Linked DNA regions of Mus musculus: regions 1 and 2 are each linked to region 3. Evidence: chromatin contacts called from public HiChIP or PLAC-seq data. All regions are on one chromosome and are shown on one strand. Each heading gives the region's core, a stretch centred on a gene start, on an enhancer-like site or on the middle of the called end of the contact. The rest is flanking DNA. Distances are from core to core; before and after follow the strand shown.

Evidence for each region. HiChIP or PLAC-seq counts read pairs in DNA pulled down with a chosen protein or histone mark.
Region 1: a contact with region 3 is called in an H3K4me3 HiChIP or PLAC-seq map of bone marrow-derived macrophages, with 6 times the contacts expected there. The contact joins two enhancer-like sites. A contact is called at or near these places in 2 of 484 Hi-C or Micro-C datasets (embryonic stem cells and neural stem cells), 5 of 115 datasets of contacts at active chromatin or transcription factors (bone marrow-derived macrophages, embryonic stem cells and extraembryonic endoderm stem cells) and 4 of 9 other capture datasets (adipose tissue, embryonic stem cells, liver and 1 more).
Region 2: a contact with region 3 is called in an H3K4me3 HiChIP or PLAC-seq map of bone marrow-derived macrophages, with 4 times the contacts expected there. The contact joins two enhancer-like sites. A contact is called at or near these places in 2 of 115 datasets of contacts at active chromatin or transcription factors (bone marrow-derived macrophages and embryonic stem cells) and 2 of 9 other capture datasets (adipose tissue and embryonic stem cells).

What each region holds. Positions count from the first base shown.
Region 1 is chr16:22,030,000-22,033,829 of GRCm38.p6, forward strand. Senp2 (SUMO/sentrin specific peptidase 2) reads left to right here. Exons shown (of 17, transcript NM_029457.3): 10 at 2,105-2,165. Among named protein-coding and RNA genes, the nearest start is that of Senp2, 22 kb to the left of the region's middle. Within about 2 kb of position 1,787, at least 5 of the 459 cell types and tissues checked have an H3K27ac peak or open chromatin away from gene starts, as enhancers often do. A contact at or near this core is called in bone marrow-derived macrophages, where this site is marked.
Region 2 is chr16:21,588,487-21,592,411 of GRCm38.p6, forward strand. The region is part of intron 44 of Vps8 (VPS8 CORVET complex subunit); the gene reads left to right. Among named protein-coding and RNA genes, the nearest start is that of 2510009E07Rik, 100 kb to the right of the region's middle. Within about 2 kb of position 2,470, at least 55 of the 459 cell types and tissues checked have an H3K27ac peak or open chromatin away from gene starts, as enhancers often do. A contact at or near this core is called in adipose tissue and bone marrow-derived macrophages, where this site is marked.
Region 3 is chr16:21,813,192-21,817,002 of GRCm38.p6, forward strand. No RefSeq gene overlaps it. Among named protein-coding and RNA genes, the nearest start is that of 1300002E11Rik, 21 kb to the left of the region's middle. Within about 2 kb of position 1,945, at least 65 of the 459 cell types and tissues checked have an H3K27ac peak or open chromatin away from gene starts, as enhancers often do. A contact at or near this core is called in adipose tissue and bone marrow-derived macrophages, where this site is marked.

The sequences.
Region 1 (3,830 bases), core at 537-3,036, 220 kb after region 3:
AGGCTGCCCTCTGATGGATACATGTGTGTCACAGGTCATTTGCTGCCCCTCAGATAGATAAGTGTAAGATTGCAGGAAACAATAGGGTAGTAATGAGTTGGGAGTTTTATGCTCTAAAGCCCATGGCCAGTTCCTTACTCTAGGAAGAATATCTAAGGGTTTCTTCCGGTCAGGGGTGCTGGGGTGAGCCCTAGCAGTGCTAGTTGTTTTTAATAATTGCATCACCTTGTCAGTGTGTCAGTTTTTCTTCCTTCCTTCCTTCCTTCCTTCCTTCCTTCCTTCCTTCCTTCCTTCCTTTCTTTCTTTCTTTCTTCTTGATTTATTTATTTTTATGTATATGAGTACATTTTAACTGTACACATGGTTGTGAGCCTTCATGTGGTTGTTGGGAATTGAATTTTAGAGCCTCTGCTCACTCCGGTCAGCCCCATTCACTTCGGCTCAAAGATTTATTTATTATTATATGTAAGTACACTGTAGTTGTCTTCAGACTCGCCAGAAGTCAGATCTCATTATGGGTGGTTGTGAGCCATCATGTGGTTGCTAGGATTTGAACTCAGGACCTTCAGAAGAACAGTCAGTACTCTTACTTGCTGAGCCACCTCACCAACCCAGTGTGTTGGTTTCAAATCCCTTTGCTCTACATTTTCCTTCCAAGTTTTTCTGTACACTTAGCTAAACTACCTTTCAAATTCCTTAGTTTGTTACTGCTTGCCCACCTCTTTTTATTTTTAAAGGAATGGGCAGGCAGTGTATATGTATACATGCATGTAGAAGTCAAAGGTAGAGACAGTAGAGAGGCACAGTCTCTCATTGAACTGGAATTGATTTTAATGGATTTGGCTAAACTGGCTGCCTAGCAAGCCTCAGCCCACATTGTACACATGAGCCCTTGCACACAGATTTTACATGGATACTGAACCAAACTCAGTATTTTGCCAACTCATATACCTCCTCAGCTCCCTTTTTCCGGTCTTTTGAGGCAGGATCTGTGATGGCTTGTATATGCTTGGCCCAGAGAGTGGCACTATTAGAAAGTGTGACCTGGTTGGAGTAGGTGTGTCACTGTAGGCATGGACTTAAGACCCTCACCCTAGCTGCCTGGAAGTCAGTCTTCCACTAGCAGCCTTCAGATGAAGATATAGAGCTCTCAGCTTTGCCTGCACCATGCCTGCCTGGATGATGCAGTGCTCTTGCCTTAATGATACTGGACTGAACCTGTAAGCCAGCCCCAATTAAATGTTGTCCTTTATAAGACTTGCCTTGGTCATGGTGTCTGTTCACAGCAGTCAAACCCTGATTAAGACAGGGTCTTACTATGTAAGGCTGACTGCAACTCATGATCCTCTGCCCACTGAATGCAGAGTTTACAGGCATAGACTACCTCTTCCTGAGTGCCAGCCTCTTAAATTACCCTCAGGAAAGGGTCGTGGATGCAGAGAAAATGGAGCCACTTTTACCTAGTAGTATCATTGCCCTTTCTGAACCTACCAAGTCCTGTCTAGTGTCTGTATTTCTCCCTCACATTCTGGTCTTCTGTCAGAAGACCCCATTACAGCATTCTAGAATGTCTCTCTTTAACCTAGATCTGCATTTTTTCCCATATTCTTCTTCAGATTAGTTCCAACATTGTAAGAGCCACAGAGAGGTTGGTCACAACAGCAACCCCACTTTTCTAGCATTTATTTTTCATGTTAGTTTTCTTCCATTGCTGCTAAAATGCCTGACACAAATGACCTAAGGGAGGAAGGGTTTTAGAGAAGTCAGTCTGTATGTAGTGCTGAGGAAAGCATTAGAATGACACGGTCTGTTTATGGCAGACCAGGAAGCAGAGACAGGGCAGTGCCAGCACTGGTTTTGTTTAGACACTAATAAATCCTAATTTTAAATTAAAAAAAAAAAAAAAAAAAGGTTTGAGACAGTCTCATTTAGCTAGCCTCAAACTCATTATGTTGCCTTGAGCTACTGGTCTTCCTGCCTCCACTTCCCTGGTTCTGGGATTACAGATGTGCACTATTATCACCAGTTTCAATGTTACTTGTGGAACTAACATGTGTCATTTAAACAGCAGAACTCTGTAAATCTGTAATGGTTTCCTCTCCAGGTATTCAAAAGGGAAAGCTGATACAGAGAAGGTGGTGGGACTCCGATTTGAAAAGGAAGGTGTAAGTAGAATCCCTTGGTAAATGTTAGATCTGCCTTGTCACTGGACTGACATTTTGATGCCACCAGAAACAAGGAAGTAGCCCTGGCTGTCCTAGAACTAGCTCTGTAGACCAGGCTGGCCTTGAATTCGTAGACATCTACCTCCCAAGTACTGAGACTAAAGGTGTATTCCACCACTACCCAGTCTACTTTTAATGTAAGTATTAGAATCAGTGTTTCAGTATCTCTGTAGGCATGTTCAGGTTTTTAATAACAAAGTTATTTTGTTAAACATTTACTATCTGGCAGAAATCAATGTCAATCTATCTCAGTCCCCACCCCATGTGGTCTTACTCTGCAGCCTTGCTATATAGACCAGACTGGCCTCAAACTTGTAGAGATCCACCTGCCTCCTGATTAATGAACCCTCTGCTGGGATTACAGGGATGCACCACCACACCCACACAGAAATGTATTTCTTAATAAATGCAACTGAAGCTTTGTGTTACTTACATTTTATTTGCATAGAGTTACAGAAGTGGTCCTAAAACATCCCCTTATCTAATGTTCTCTGTTTCCTGTGATTCCAGATGCACTCTTTTTTGTTTAACTATCATTTATCAGCCATTAGTCAAAACAGAATGCTTATAATCTTAGCACTCAGGGAGGACCAAATCTAGACAGTTAAGCCAGTCTAGACAGCAAAGTGTGAGCTAGTCTTTCTGTAAAATGAAGGAGTGAATGGGAACTACCAGGCAGTCAGAAAGAATGAAGAAAGCTCACTGGTGTCTTGAGACTCTCTAGCTCTACTCTAAAAGTTCTGTTTCTAAATACATTTCCTAACAAACTTATAAGGTGTCAACTTTGTATCTGTGGGCAAGTGCTCCATTCCTGGTCCTAATCTCCAGTCCTTGTAGAGGCTTTCACTACTTAATCAGTGGCCATTGGTGACAACTTCCTGTTTAGTGCATTTCCTACAGTACTTTGTTTTCTATGGTATAAACATGAACTAGAGGAGTAGACTGTAGGTCAGTGGTAGAGTGTTTGTCTAGCATGGTAAAGGTCTTAGACTCCAACCCTTACACAGAAAAGGAATAAATAAATAAAAGCAGCTTTAACTACCACAGGATGACTTTGAATAAGAAGTAGATTCCTCTGTGTGATGCTCTGTAGCCCATACCTTGTACCTTTCTGAACTTTACAAACATGTTTTATCTACATTTTAGAATGGGATAGTCTTACACGCATTCACGACCGGCCAGGAAGAACACAGCAAACCAGAATCTTCTGCGGCAAAACTTTATTGCTTACATCTTCAGGAGTAAGAGAGCAAGAGTGCAAGAGTGCAAGAGTGCAAGAGAGAGAGCAAGAGAGAGAAAAAGAACAAGAAAGCAAGAGAAAGAATGGCAAAACCCCGTCCCTTTTAAGGAGAATTATCCTCCGCCTAGGACGTATTACTCCCTGATTGGCTGCAGCCCATCGGCCCAGTTGTCATCACGGGAAAGGCAGAACACGTGGCGGGAAAACTGCCCCTGCACGTGTGCAGATTATGTTTACTACTTAGAACACAGCTGTCAGCGCCATCTTATAATGGCAAATGTGAGGGCGGCTTCCCACAGATCCCCCTTTTCTTTTAATAAGAGCAATAGGCCACCCATATTAATGAGAGTGGAGATAGAGGTCAA
Region 2 (3,925 bases), core at 1,220-3,719, 220 kb before region 3:
GAAAATGAGTGTACCTGAATCAGACATAAAGAATCATGGAAGGTCATGTCAGCTGTTCCTGCATGGGACAGTGGGGAGGGGAATGAGATAGGCAAGTTTAGATACAAAGATAGGATAGAGGAGTGAGGAGGGCATCGTGGAGAGCAAGCCTCTGCTCTCAACAGAAGAAGCTGTGTATTAGATATAGAGGGCGTGGTTAGGTAGAGGTGAAAGAGCTCCCTCACAAGTGTCACCACCCTCACAGGTGTCACCTCCTCACAGGTGTCACCTCCCTCATGGATGTCACCTTCCTCAATAAATGTCACCCCCTCAGATATGTAACCTCCTTTGTAAATGTCACCTCCATCTCTCCTGGAACCCAGTCACTATTTGCCACCCCAACCCAGCCGTTCCTGCCCCGCTTTACATACAAGGTGTAAGCAGGAGTGGGGCTCACTCTTCTGATGCTGCTGTCACCGGAAGGTCTTCACACCTTAGTAAAAAGTTGGTAGCACTCCATGCTTTCATTTTATTCTGGCAAGATATGTATCTTCAGCTTTCTAGTTCTGTCAATTCATAGGAAATGTGGCTTTGCTCTGATTTCTAACATTTGACCATTCTACTTCTGCTAGGATTCAGTACAATTTTTCTGAAACAGATAAGGTTGCAAAACACATCTGTAAGGGCAAGAGACCCTGTATATAAACACAATGCTAGCTAGTTACAGTTTGACCAGAAGAATTGCACTGAAAAGAGCAGTAAAGCCTTGTTACCAGCAGTCCATATGGTGTAACTCAGTGTCTCGCCACCCTTGGCAGAGAGCTGCCGAGGCAGATGTGGCTCTTGAGCTTGGAGCGGATGCTGTGCTGGGTTTTGCTACATGAATGGTAAACAAGAGTTAGTCCAAGGCACCACACAGTATGTACTGTGAATAAGGAATTGCATCAGCATCCCAGTTTTCAAAATGTATGTAACTAAAAGCAGCAAAGCGAACGCCCTAAAATACCGCTTTCCCCTGGGATGGTGTTCCAAGGGCAATGGAAAGCACTAAGTAATAACCATCAGTTCCCTAGTATGGTGGGTTTCATTTACTTTCCTCTGAAGATCCGGCTATCCCGGTTAAATCCATCCAGAGAGTATGACAGGAGTCACTTAGCTCTCACCTACTTCTATCTGAACAAAGGATAATTAAATGTGTTTGAAATATCCCACTGCCCTTGGAACACCATCCTATCAAATAACAGTTTAGTTTATCTTTTTGGGAAACATGATAACTGACATTTAATTCCTCAGCTTCTGACTCCCAACACAACTTACTCCCAAGCCTGTGGTCCTGGCAGGTCAAGTGCTGCCTCCGGCCATTCTTAACTAACTTCATGTGTTAAAATCACTAGTCAACCAAGATATACAACCAGCCAGTGACACTTATATACCATTTATCTACCAACAAATCAACATGAGCATGACTGGATATTCTGCAGAACACCTGCTTTCTCCTTTGGTCCTGTATAAGCAAGAGAAATGATCCAAATGAGTTACCTCCCTTAGTCCCAGCAACTTTACAGCCTCGGGGTAGATGTTGGCCAGCAGGTCTGTCTCATTTAACCTTTGTTTCTCTACACACGAAGGTAAAATGTTCAGGAGACACTATCATTCTAGTTGAAGTACTCAGCATCCTACTCTAGTATATAAGTTCACTTTTTCATTTATATTAATAGTAAATAATGTCAGTTTAATCTTAATTTATTCATTTATTAAATTTAAAATAAGAGAAGTACAAGTTCAATGGAAAAAAAGACTTAATAGAATTCAAACATTATTAGCAAGGTTCAGAGTTCTATTTTGTTTTTCTTTATCCTTTGTGTCTTTGTTGTTATTTGTCTTTCTGTCCTGTGTTTCTTATGTGTTTGCGGCATGCGTGTTCCACTCATGTATGTTAGAGTGGGTGCCTGCCTGTCATGGTGCTCACAGAGAGAGAACAACCTGGGCACTGACCGTGGCCTTCTGCTTTGCTTGAGACACTGTGTCTTGTGCTTTACTCTCTGCGTGCCCAGGTCATCAGACCCGTGAACTTACAAGATTCTCCTGTCTCCTCTCCTGTCTCTGCTGTCCATCTCCTCATGGGGTTGCTAGGATTACAGACATTCGTGATACAAGTCCAGAGTTTATGTGGGCTCAGGGGATCCAGTTCAGCTTGTCATGCTTGCACAGCACAGCACGCTTTTTTTTAACCCACAGATCTGTCTCTTCAGCCAAGGTTTGACTTCCTTCAGAACAGATAAGCTAATGGGAGATGTCACACACCAGAAACATTCAAGTTGTTATTTCTTTTAAAACTTCAAAAAATAGGACATTTAGACATTCATATTTAGACATTCATTAAAAGTTTTATAAAATATTTTTCAAAATCAGCCCTTGCTATAGAGAGCCCAGCATCTAAGTACCAAGAACTTCCTGTTCACTAACACAGAGATGACGTGTGTGTCACAGGGGAGAACACACAAGCTTCCTGCTCACTAACAGGAAGATGACTGCATGTCTTAAGGGAGTCCACCCAGGCTTCCCCTTGCTAATGGGCTTGACCTCATGTCTCTGCTCTCAGAACCGAGAGCACATCTTATCTTGGAGGATGCATTCACAAACAATGTGAGCGGGCAGGATTTATGTCCTCCAAATGACTTCACTAGTGATGTTTATTTTCTTCGCACATTACACACTGATCGTTTATCTTGAGTTCCCACAACACTGTAGAAGCGTAAACCAAGTTGCTGCATAATAAAATCAGAAGCTTGTTTTTATTTGTCCATTTTTAAGGATGATTCTCTGCTATAAAAAGGTTAAGTTCGAAATAGATGGATAGATAGATAGATAGATAGATAGATAGACTAAAAAGAGATCCTAGTGTTTAATAATAGTAACATTTCCCAAAAGAGTATCCTCTAAGTGAAGCTTACAAATTAAGTAAGGATTAATAGGACTCAGAATACATGGAGATAATCAGTGATTCTAACATAAGTGAGACTTCATTAACAGTGTCATTTGCCAATGATCTTGTTATACCAAAGCATAAACGACATTACTCCAGCTGAAGCCAGTATTTAACAAACACCTGTCTTGGGCCAAATGTCTTTATTGGTACTATAGCATACACTGGTTTGGGGCTTTGTTTGGTTTTTATTTTTGTTCGGGACAAGGTCTCACTAAGCCAGGCTGACCTTGAGCTTGCTGTGCAACTAAGGACCTTGAACTTCCAGTCTTCCCATCCCTGCCTTCCAGGCCCTAGGACTGCAAGTGTGTCACTGTGCCAGGTCTTATGTGATGCTGGGGATGAAACCCAGAGCTTCCTGATGTTAGGTGTGCACTCTGCCAACTGAGCTCTATCTCAGTCCCCTCTCAGTGCATCCTGGTAAACAGCAGAACTATAGTTCTCACCAGCAAGGGAGCTAGAATATACTTACATAAACAAACGTATTGCCGACACTGCAGTTTTGAATTGTCAGAGGTACATATTTGGTGTGAGTAGAATTTTATAAAGTGAGTGACTTGGATCAAATAGCAGGGAAGATGGAGGGAGGGATGGATGGGTGGGTAGGTGGGTGAATAGATGGATGGATGGATGGATGGATGGATGGATGGATGGATGGATGGGTGGATGGATGGAACTAGGCACAGTGTCAAAATAAGTTGAGGCAGGAAGGTACCTGGGGGTTGAGACTAACCTGGTGAACACAGTGAGCTCTGGGGGAGGCAGGGCATAGCTGTAAATGTGAAAACTGGGAAGGAAAGAGCAGGGACGAGCACGCCTGGTTTCGTCCTGAAGATGAGAGGAAACACTGATGGTTTTAAAGCAGAGCCAGTATGAACTAACCAGTACCCGGGAGCTCTTGTCTTTAGCTGCATATGTATCGAAAGATGGCCTAGTCGGTCATCACTGCAAAGAGAGGCC
Region 3 (3,811 bases), core at 695-3,194:
CTTCTCTCTTTGTCTTCTGTCTCCATCTCTCAAAAATTTATAATCCTTTCTCTTCAATTTGATGGCTCTATAATTCTGACTTGTCTTCAGCCTGCACCTCTCCCTAGGCTTGTGTGTGCGACTGCACAGCAGACACTAGTGTGAACAGTCAGAGGAGAAAGGTCAGACAAACAACACCAGCTGAAGGACATATCTAGGAAGGTCAGTGATGAGATCAATTCTGCACACTCTCTGTCTAACGTGCATCTCAAACTTTTAACCCACTCAAACTCCTGATCTTTGCTCCTGTCAAAATTCTCTTGTTTCCCCAGCTCACTAGCATACAATTCCGGGCTTTCCAGTTCTCCAGCCTGGAGTTACCCTTGCAACCTAATGCCTTAGATTGTCCCATGGAGTCAACTCTGAGTGCATCAGCCTCCACGCATCTCCCTAGGCAACTGCATGTCCTGCTGAACGAAAGCCATGATGTCACTCCCTGGAATGGGGGTGGGGTGTCCCCTTTACCTCTTCAATGCGACTTCTTCTCTGTCCTGATTCACTTGCTTCTGCTGCTGTCCCTGCTTTGTGTTTGGAGAGACCCCTTTGGTGTTGTTTCCTGTTCTTGGGATGTCCCTCCCTCATTCCACATGCCACTTCCTTTACTCTTTCAGGCCTTGACTCAAGTCACTTTCTTAGTGAAGTCTAGGTTAGCCTACTGTATAACCCCTTAGCCTCCCTTCCCCCACCGTGTGTAGGCTTTATCTAGGAAGGTTCTGCTTGCTATAGCGCTTTTGGGTTCATCTTTCCGGTGCCTCTGGTCTATAAAGCTTCTGCAGGGAAATCCACTGACCATGTTTAGGAGCTCTTGTGTATGTGACAGATTGATTTTCTCTTGACACAAGTTTTTCTTTGACTTTTGACAGTTCAGTTATATTTCTTTCTGTGGACTTCTTTGGGCTCATTAGTCAGAACACTTTGACCTCATTAAATTTAGATATGCAGGGGCGGCGAGATAGCTCAGTGGGTAAAGGTTCTGGCTGCAAAGCCTTATAACGCAATCAGTCCCCAGAACCTAGGTGGAGGAGAGTTGTTCTGTAATATTGTCACATGTGTATCATAGCACATACATACCTCTTCATACGCGGTAAATAGAGAGGTAATGAGGATGTAGAGGCCTGCTTCCCTTCACTCAGTCAGCAGGACTGGGGACGTGAGCGATGTCTGCCACCTTACACTGTCCCTCTCTTACACTGTAACTCTGTGTGTGTTGGCCATCTTAACAGTGTCTCAGGCCCTCGACTGTCACGTTTCCTTCTGTCCCTTCTACTTCATGATCTTAAATCGTCTGTCTTCGAGTTTACTGAGTTATTTGATCAAATGTAATGTTGAAAACCCATTGAGTTTTTCAGCTCAGTTACTGAGTTCTCCAGTTGTGTATTTTTTTCCTTTGGTTCTTTTATGTGATTTCTGACACCCTGTTGGTATTCTCTTGTTCCTGTATTACTTCTGTGATTTCACTGGCTATTTGTGTTGTGTCTTACAGTGCCTTCAGTTTCTTTAATACAATTTCTTTCTGTTCTTTCTCTGAATTCTTCAGCTTTGGTGTATACCCGGATTGTTTGTTTCGTTGTTAGTTTTGGTTTGCACAAAGTCTTACTCTGTAGACCAGGCTGGCTTCGTGCTTATGGCAGTCCTGCCTGAGCTTGCCCACTTGTTGAGTTTACACAAGGGAGCTGCCATGTCTGGGTAGGTTTCATTTCTGTGCTTCCTGTGACAGTTCCTCGTATTTGTTTCCTGTTAGACGTACCAAGAGAATAGACCTGCAGCCTCTTCTCCCAGTCATTTACGGACTAGATTCATACAGAGTGGATATTCACCCATCAGCCGAGATAGTTGAACCTCTCAAGTCTTTTATGGGTGCGTGGTCTCTGGACTGTGGGTTTATGTAATTCCATAATTGGAACACTTTTCCAGGAACTTGTAAGGGCTTCTTCCTCCCTCTGGTGTCTATTCTTGGTACTGCATACTCAGCACTATCCAGGCATCCAAAAATCCCACATTATCTCAGCACTTCCAAGTCAGGCTTGATAGAAACAGTCACTTAAAGCTTCTGAAAAGACGGGAAGTTAGACATACTTTCTTCTTTTCCCTTCTCCCCACAAGGAAGAAACTATGTATTTTACATTTCCAGCCGTGCTGGGAAGTGTACACTCAGCTACATGTCAGGTGCCTGGCTGCCTGTGGAGCTCTATGGCATCCAAATATGCAGTCCTACAAGAAAGTGAGCCCTTCAGATGTGTGTTACACTATAAATTGGGTATGACTCAGGTGAGCATAGCTGGGCTGGCCCTGGAAAAGGACACGTATCAGGGGAAATAAAATGCTTTTTACATCCGTGTGAAAGTGTCTGCGGTCTCAGCTCATAGAGACCAGCATCATATATTTCAGATACAGCTGCCAGCTCCAGATTGCTCAGCCGAGCAGCTGCAGCTTGTCATTGCCACAGATCCCTCCTCGGATCCATTAGGTTTGCTAGGGTTCACACAGAACCAGGAACTTACCTATGGATGGCTGACCGTAAAGGGAATTAGCAGGAAACGATGGAGAGGGACAGAGCAGGGCACGTGAGATGGGTGAGGGCTCTGCTCTCCAGGAATGGCCGTGGCTGAGCTGCCAGATGCTCCTTTGGGCTTTTGTGAGCGCTTCATTACCCAGCTGATTAACTGCCATGTTGCTTTATTTAACTCTTAGGTCCCCGTGTCCACCCAGCATCTGATGCTGCCCCTCAGTCTTGGTGGTGCTGGGCTCCCATTGGGTTTCCTAAGGTTACCAGCCATTGGCCAGCTCACTGACATAAAATATGTCTACCGCTGAAGACTGCAAGGATTTTAGGAAACAATTACACATTTTGAATTTCAAATTTTATTTTATTTTTAACCAAGAAGCTGAGAATAGGTGAGTAGACATAGAGATAAAAAACCTTGGAGAGAAGATGATTTGATTACCTATTTTTTTTCTTCTCTGTCCCAATTATTCCTTTGTTAATCTTACCTTTATTTGAAAGATCAGAGTTGCCTGTGCTTGTGGAGTTAGTACCCCATCCATTGTTCGTCAGTAAACTGGAGGCAGTAGGACCACTGAGAACCTGAGCAAGAAAGACAGCTGGTCGTCAAGACAGCCAGCAGTTAGTGCGATGTCATGCCTGACAAAGCACAGTCACAGTTAAGAGTCTGGACACTTCATTCCATGACATAGAACACATATTCTGAGGATCTGAGCACAAGTTTTAGAGACAGAAAAGGACTGGAAGAAAGAATTGACAAGTTAGCCGGGCAGTGGTGGAGCACACATTTAATCCCAGCACTTAGGAGGCAGAGGCAGGCAAATTTCTGAGTTCAAGGCCAGCCTGGCCTGCAGAGTTCCAAGACAGCCAGGGCTGCACAGAGAAACCCTGTCTCAAGGGAAAGAAAAGAAAGTAGCAGGGGATAGAGAAATAGCTCAGCAGTTAAGGGGATTATCTGCTTTTCCCGAGGTCCAGAGTTCAATTCCCAGTACTCACATGGTGGCTCACAACCATCTATAACGTGATCGGATGCCCTCTTCTGGCATGCAGGGGTACATGCAGATAGAATACTCATTCATAAAATAAATCTTGAAGGAAGAAGGTGGGTCATTTCCTTGAAAGAAGGGACAGGAGATGGAAGATCAGAAACATTCCTGTTTATATCAGGATCCCTCTTCCCGGGAGCCGCAGGGACCGATAGAGGAAGCTGTAATCCTACGGTTATAGCTGACCTACTTGGGGAAGTTTGGCTCACAAATCCTGATTCTT